Regions from separate parts of the Oncorhynchus mykiss genome. Here region 1 is linked to region 2. A link is a contact called in public Hi-C data. All regions are on one chromosome and are shown on one strand. Each heading gives the region's core, a stretch centred on a gene start, on an enhancer-like site or on the middle of the called end of the contact. The rest is flanking DNA. Distances are from core to core; before and after follow the strand shown.

Region 1 (4,195 bases), core at 808-3,307, 130 kb after region 2:
CCACGTTCACCATTGTGTGGTCGGGGAATGGGCCCTGGCCCATTCCAGCGCATCCCCCCGCGACCTGGGCGCTCAAACTGCCTCTCCCTGGGACTATAAGGCGGCCGGACACCCCAGCTCCTGTCCTCTTCGTGAGACGGACTTGGGCGCTTGTGAGGGCCCCTGAAGGAACTGTGGGGGGACTGTGAGGGTTGTGGCCTCCTGTCAGGAGGTTGGTTATGATAATGGCGTGGTGAGGGGGATCTGTAACCTGAGTGGTTTCCATGGATAAGTGCACCCCTCTGGCCCTGGGGCCCTTGTCCAGGAGTATGAGGGGAGGACCTATGCTGAGCTGGGGGGGGACGGTTTGGCCCGGAAGGGGAAGGCCTCCTGTGGCCATGATGGGGCTCCGTTTGGGAGGGGTATGTGTTGAAGGAATCCTGGTTTTGGGACCTCCACTGATTGAAAGGTCGCTCCCTCCGTTCTCCCATCAGTGGGGGCCTCCGTTCTCCCATCAGTGGGGGCCTTTTGGCAAAGTGAGCACGTCCTCTGCCTCTGGAATCTCTCCAGCTTGGAGGGACCTTTCCTGAGTGGCCCCGGAATCCTCTCTGACTCCTGGGGTGGGGGCTGTAATTCTCTTCATATGGCATGTTGTAGCCATCAGAGTAGGGCCTGTTGAATAACAAAACAAAGTCTTGAAGAAACTTGAAACACCCACACAATTAATGTTATTTATATCATTATCAATATATAGTCTACACAAGTAAAATAGACTAAAATCCAAATTAATTGACATCACCAATTATTAATTAGTATACACTGCCCCTTTTGTTGTAACTCTGCACATACCTGGGTTTGAACCGAGGAGGTCCGGAGTAAGGTCTGACCATCTTTGGGATACACTGAATAATCTGCAGACAAGAAATAACGTTTTTGCATTGACAGAGGTGCCAGTTAGTGGTAAAAAAAATATGCCTAACTAGCTAGCCGATTTTGCGAAACTATAGCTGGTTAGCTACTGACGTGACACACTCGAATAAATAAGTACCTAGCTGAACCTTTACGACCCTTGCGGCCATTTTAAAAGGGCACATGTTAGCCGGTAGCTTGTTAGCTAGCTAACGTTAGCTACCCCGGGTTGTCAGAACTGTGCGAATGTATCTAATTAGCTAGTTAAAGTTGTAACGTTATGTAACAGCTGCTATAAAAAGTAGTTCGTCATCTGATAAAAATTGAGATCTACGAGTGGAGGGAAATGTGGGATGATGTTATGACTAAACGCAGTGTACCAAACAACTTCGACTATAGTAGGCCATGTTATATCAGTAACGTTATATTTTGATATCGTCTCGCAAAACAAGTCCACCTAGCTAACTAAGTCAACTAACATTAGTTGGCTCGCGTTAATAAACAAACGTTGCGGTTTACATGATTAAATAGCCATCTGTTATTGAATATAATTTAAGAGGCCAGTGTTACACTGTACGTTCCCGCTAGCTAAACTCCCAAAGCCTGTGTTGGCTAACGTTAACTAGCTACCAGCTAACGACGTCTCTATAAAGTTGATTTGCATACCACCACGTAAAACTAGTTGTTTGTAATGGGACATTTTAATAGTAATTTACCTTTCAATTTTGTAACCGACACTAAACGCCTTCGTTCTTCTACAGTCAGATCCGTCGAAACGAAAATACTGTACTAAAGTTAAATGACATACAAATGTGCAACAACAAAAAAAGATATGGTGGAGGGTGTGCCGCTGCAAATCTTATTATACCCAGTCAAATATTTGTATAACTAACCCTCAGTGCTGCAAACGCTTGAGGCACAGTTAGAACAATGAGACATATTTCACCAGATGTGAAGCAATCCGCTTGGCGTTTACACTCACTACAGAAGATGGAACGAGATGAATTTTGGCCGACGTCCTGCTAATCATCTCATCGATTAAAACATCTGATCTCAATACAGTTTTCAGTTCCCAAAACAGAGTGGACTAATTTTTGTCAAATGTACCCTTTGCCAAAGGAAAAAAACTAATTGCGTTGTATAGGAGTGCATAGGCGAATTGAGTTATTGCACACGCGCACTTCAGAGTAGGCGTCCCCTAACGGAAATACTCCAATAAAATCTCGCTAAATTGTGATTAGCACTGCCAACCTCCTTGCTTGTTCCGCCCACTCTTACTCACTTGTTCCCATTTGAAACGATGGGTTGTGGTTTATCTTGGTTTAGTTATTAACATCTTTGTGTAAACGGTCACTCAGAAACTTTCTTCTTCTATGGTGTTATGGCGGTCCTATAGAAAAAAATATCCATTGTAGTAAAAAAGTGGGAAAGCTGACATCATACAAAATACACACATAAAAAAAAAATCCATTCCATACCTTCTGTCACCTTCCAATTCAAGTCACTTTTATTTTATTTTAGTTAACCTTTATTTACCTAGGCAAGTCAGTTCAGAACAAATTCTTATTTATGATGGCCTACCAAAAGGCCTCCTGCAGGGGGTGGGATAATAAAAAAAAAAGATAGGACAAAACACACATCACGACAAAAGAGACACCACAACAGAGAGACCTATGATAACAACATAGCATGACAGCAACACATGACAACACAGCATGATAGCAACACAATATGTCAACAACATGGTAGCAACACAACATGGCAGCACCACAACATGGTATAAACATTATTGGGCACAGACAACAGCCCAAAGGGCAAGAAGGTAGAGACAACAATACATCACATGAAGCAGCCACAACTGTGAGTAAGAGTGTCCATGATCGAGTCTTTGAACAAAGAGGTGGAAAAAAACTGTCCAGTTTGAGTGTTTTTTGCAGCTCATTCCAGTTGCTAGCTGCAGCGAACTGTAAAGAGGAGCGACCCAAGGATGTTTGTGCTTTGGGGACCTTTAACAGAATGTGACTGGCAGAATGGGTGTTGTATGTGGAGGATGATGGCTGCAGTAGGTTTCTCAGATACAGAGTAGTGAGGCCTAAGAGGGTTTTATAAATAAGCATCATTCAGTGGGTCTTGCAACAGGTATACAGAGATGTTTACAGAGGAGTATAGAGTCTAGTGATGTGTCCTATAAGGAGCAGTGGTGACAGATCTGATGGCCAAATGGTAAAGAACATCTAGCCGCTCGAGCACCCTTACCTGCCGATCTATAAATTACGTCTCCAAAATCTAGCATGGGTAGGATGGTCATCTGAATCAGGGTTAGTTTGGCAGCTGGCGTGAAAGAGGAGCGATTACGATAGAGGAAACCAAGTGTAGATTTAACCATAGCCTGCAGCTTTGATATGTGCTGAGAGAAGGACAGTCTAGCCATACTCCCAAGTACTTGCTCTAAACCCTCAGAGGTCGTAATCACACAGGTGGGGAGAGGGGCATTCTTCTTACCAAACCACATGGCCCTTGTTTTGAAGGTTAAGGGAAGGTTAAGGGAAGAGAAAGCTGGTTGGACACTAAGAAAGCTTTGTTGTATAGTGTTTAACACAACATCTGGGGAGGGGCCAGCTGAGTATAAGACTGCATCATCTGCATATAAATGGATGAGAGAGCTTCCTACTGCCTGAGCTATGTTGTTGATGTAAATTGAGAAGAGCATGGGGCCTAGGATTTAGCCTTGGCGTACTCCCTTGGTGACAGGCAGTGGCTGAGACAGCAGATGTTCGGACTTTATACACTGCACTCTTTGAGAGAGGTAGTTAGCAAACCAGGCCAAAGACCCCTCAGAGATACCAAAACTCCTTAGCAGGCCCACATGAATGGAATGGTCTACAGTATCAAAAGCTTTGTCCAAGTCAATAAAAATGGCAGCACACCATTGCTTAGAATCAAGTGCAATGGTGACATAATTTAGGACCTTTAAGGTTGCAGTGACACATCCATAACCTAAGAGGAAACCAGATTTCATACCAGAGATAATACTATAGATAAGTTTAAGGAGCTCCTTTAGCACCTCGGACTCAGTGACCACCTGCAGGGAGAAACTTTGTAGCGGGGCAGGGGAAAAAGAGGGAGGAGCATCTGGGCTAGTCGCATTAGAAAGGTGGGATATGAGGAAATATTGGACGGGCAAGGAGGCATGGCTGAGTCAAATAGGAATCCTGGCTTAATGAAGTGGTGATTACAGCTCAGTCATGTGCTCCTTGTCAGTAACAACCACATTATCAACATTAAGGGACATGGGCAGAACTTCTCC
Region 2 (4,188 bases), core at 1,069-3,568:
TGTGCTCAGTCCCCTCCTGTACTCCCTGTTCACTCATGACAGCACGGCCAGGCACGACTCCAACACCATCATTACGTTTGCTGATGACACAACAGTGGTAGGCCTGATCACTGACAATGATAAGACAGCATATAGGGAGGAGGTCAGAGACCTGATCATGTGGTGCAAGGACAACAACCTCTCCCTCAATGTGATCAAGACAAAGAAGTTGATTGTGGACTACAGGAAAAGAAGGACCGAGCATGCCCCCATTCTCATAGACGGGGCTGTAGTGGAGCAGATTGAGAGCTTCAAGTTCCTTGGTGTCCCATCACCAACAAACTAACATGGTCCAAGCACACCAAGACAGTTGTGAAGAGGGCACGACAAAACCTATCCCCCTCAGGAGACTGAAAAGATTTGGCCTTGGTCCTCAGATCCTCAAAAGGCTTTACAGCTGCACCATCAAGAGCATCCTGACGGGTTGCATCACTGCCTGGTATGGCAACTGCTCGGCCCCCGACCGCAAGGCACTACAGAGCGTGGTGAGTACGGACCCAGTACATCACCGGGGCCAAGCTTCCTGCCATCCAGGACCTCTATACCAAGACTCCAGCCACCCTAGTCATAGACTGTTCTCTCTGCTACTGCACGGCAAGCGGTACTGGAGCGCCAAGTCTAGGTCCATGAGGCTTCTAAACAGCTTCTACCCCCGAACCATAAGACTCCTGAACAGCTAATCAAATGGCTACCCAGACTATTTGCATTGCCTGTTTCTAGGTAGGAGCACTGTACTTTGGCCAATAAAATAATATATATAATAGCTCATCTCAGCTTGAGTAAGGCTGTAGGGTTTGGCCATGTGAAGCTGGGGCTAACATGTGACAAATTATAATCGTACACAAATTGACCTCAGAAATAAACAACATTTGCATATTAAAATAAAAAGAAACAGTAGGTACCCGGCACAGCCTATCTCTTATCTCCAAACAAATATGGCAAGTTTGGCAACCAGGTCATAAACTGACACATGAGGTGAAGCATATAAAACATGTTATCCATTCTCATGTGGTCTAGGCCAGGGGTTTTCAACTGGGGGTCCACGAAGATACTGTAGTGGGTCCTATAAAATAATATAAATAATATTTTATTTTCAGTGTTTTTTTTGTGTTTTTTTTTATATCGCTAGCAACATACCTACAGTAGAAAAGAGGAGAATATATTCTAATGATGTCAACTTTATTTATCAACTACTAATATTGAGCAAACTACACTCATTGGAGCCAATTACACTCACTGGAATATCTGACATAGGCCTTGAAAAAGCATCCGAGAATAGGCTACCAGTGCGGGAAGTGCCACCGGCTGCTGGTAAGCTTTCATTGGCCTAAACAACTGGCCTAAACAACTGCTCTTAGCGAACATGGGTTTGGAGTTACCTTTCTAGATAATAGGCTATGTTAGAGTTTTACACCTCCTCTTCCAATTAGAATGTCAAAATAATTTTACCTTTATTTCACTAGGCAAGTCAGTTAAGAACAAATTCTTATTTTCAATGACGGCCTAGGAACAGTGGGTTAACTGCCTGTTCAGGGGCAGAACGACAGATTTGTACCTTGTCAGCTCAGGGGTTTGAACTTGCAACCTTCCAGTTACTAGTCCAACACTCTAACCAATAGGCTACCCTGCCACCCCAAATCTATTCATTTTAAAATGTTTCAAACTTTTTGTTGCTGATGATAAGACAAGACATTAAAAAATGAATTGATAAAGTATGATGGGGTCTCTGGGTCACCGTATGCCAGGCTCCCTGGGCAAGACAAGGTTGAAGACCCCTGTATTAGGCTTACAGACAGAAGATCTTAATTTGAGCCAGTTTGCTACAGCAGGGAAATAATTTTGCAGGAACAGGAAATGTGAATTATTAAGTGGATTATAATTAATGAACATTTTTTGTAGGGGTTGATAAATGTTTCCTTATGGAAATCAAGTCTGACGTTTTAAAGTGGAAATTACAAACTTAAGAAGCCTTTTCAAACAATGAACACAAGCAGACATTGCAATAGTAATTTATTAGAATCACCCACCCCCACACAATTCGGTAATTTAATAAGATCGTCAATTCACGTCCAGTCTCCATGGCCTACCAGTTCACAGCTGTACAGATGTGTGGTGAATTAATCTGATGGAGAAGAGGCGTTCATTGTTCAGTGAGAAAGGAAGTGGTGAAGCGAAAGGGTTGATGCCGCGTTCATATCAACTGGGAACTCAAAATAATACGAGGTCAAATCATCTTGATCTTCAGGATGGAAATTCCGAGTTGGATGACTATTCGAATCGGGTTTTCCCAGTCGGAGCTCGTATTTTTTCTCCAAGTTCCCAGTTGTTTTGAACAGACTAAATTCGGAGATTTCCGAGTCCCAAACTCCCAGTGGTTTTGAACGCGGCATTACTCTGCCCAAAATCTGTCCACGAAGTGACGGATTCTTGTATGGAGGTCTGTGTCTGTGAGACAGTGTCGAATTTGGTCGAGCAAAAAATGTAACTGCTAATTTTCCACGTGAGGCTTATTTGATCGAATACACGTTTCGTAATTGTGAGGTTGTTACGAATGCACTATATAAGTGGCCGCACGTGGCGTTTCGGCAATTTGGGAAAAAACTACTACATTTATATTGGAGCTGTGCGTGTTGTTCACTCGCGTATCTTCCCTTTCTGATTGGCTAGAATGGTCCCACCTGATATTGACTCCTCCCGTTTGCCTTCCATCTTTGAGGACATGTATTTCCATTTTTCAGTCATTTGTTAGAGCAGCTACTCGACTATCTTGTCAATATAATAGATCATCTTCGGTTCAGTCAAAAAACTGGAGCTTTGACGTCACACCACTATTTTCCGCAGGATTAAAGATGGCTCCGCATCATGTACTAAAGTGCTGTCAACGGAGTTTAGCTTGGATACCTGTTATTTTCATCAACCTGGTCGTTGGCTGGTCTTATTATGCATACGTCGTGGAACTCTGTATCTGTAAGTATACAATTATCGTTTTTGGATGATTAACGGTGTTTGTTTCCTCATTGAAACAAAGTTGCTTGACTGCCCAGCTGGAGAATGTGTAGGATTCGGGAAACAGTACAGAAATGTGGTGGGACGAGAACAGGTGAAACAGTGAAAGACTACTTTGTTGCGGATAGCCAATCACGCTCATAGATAGAACCCTGTTTTAGCCTGTTTCTGCTGCTGATAGTACAATGACATGCATGTCTGTCAGTCAGTCAGTCAGTGAGTGGCTGTAATCAGGGGCATCCCTTCAGCAGGGCAAACAAAGCATTCTGTGATGGGTGGGTCCCCCACTGGTAGTGCCAGGCTACCGCTGGGGGGTGAGAGGAGGGGGTCTGTAGATGTGAGCATACTACTGTAGTACTGTAACTCTGCAGACGCATCAATCAGATGCCCTCTCTAAACTCCTATTTTCTCTCTCTGTGTGTACTTTGTCTGTTTCAGTTACAATCCCAAATAATGCAGAAAAAAGTAAGTAACATTCAGAAACATTTGGTGCTTTCACAACTGTCTTTGATCACACAAACTCTATTGTATACCTGGTTGTTTTTTGTTCTTGCTCCCTCTCTCCAACAGTATCATACCTGGTTGTTTTTTATTCTTGCTCCCTCTCTCCAACAGTATCATACCTGGTTGTCTTCCACCTGTTCTTCATCATGTTTATCTGGTCCTACTGGAAGACTATCTGCAGTAGGCCTGCCAGCCCCTCTAAAGAGGTATACAGAGTAGGGCTGACCCAATTTAGTCTACTGGTCGAAAAGGCTGTAAGGCTGATATTTTTTTTGTGGGGTGGTGGCAAGTATATGTATTTTTTAAATGTATGGCACACGAGACGCCTGTCTGAGTGGACTAATCCATTGTTTGGTTATGGAAATTTCTGTTTCCTATGGAAACGTCGTAAAATAGGCCTACCCAATTACTACTTACCGCATCTCACTAGCTCAGGATATGGCCCAGAATATTTTATACAATGTTGCAAGTTTGCTAGCTCGGACCAAATTAATAGTTGATACAATGTTTCAAGTTCCTTACAGACAGGCCATTTGTAGCCAATGTGATTTATAGGATATTTATTTTTATCAGGATATTTTCTTCCTGCGGGCTGCTATGTTTTTGTTTGTTGGCTTTTTACATATTGGCAATGGCGAT

The links. A called contact is a pair of places that touch in the nucleus more often than the background predicts.
Region 1: a contact with region 2 is called in a Hi-C map of liver, with 3 times the contacts expected there. The contact joins the promoter of si:ch211-114c12.2 here to the promoter of LOC110510057 in region 2. A contact is called at or near these places in 2 of 3 Hi-C or Micro-C datasets (blood and liver).

The regions. Positions count from the first base shown.
Region 1 is chrY:32,294,369-32,298,563 of USDA_OmykA_1.1, forward strand. It overlaps si:ch211-114c12.2 (serine/arginine repetitive matrix protein 1), which reads right to left and starts at 2,058. Exons shown (of 9, transcript XM_021591366.2): 1 at 1,782-2,058; 2 at 829-890; 3 at 1-651. The coding sequence starts at 869.
Region 2 is chrY:32,164,983-32,169,170 of USDA_OmykA_1.1, forward strand. It overlaps LOC110510057 (palmitoyltransferase ZDHHC20), which reads left to right and starts at 2,319. Exons shown (of 13, transcript XM_036967701.1): 1 at 2,319-3,006; 2 at 3,484-3,510. The coding sequence starts at 2,980.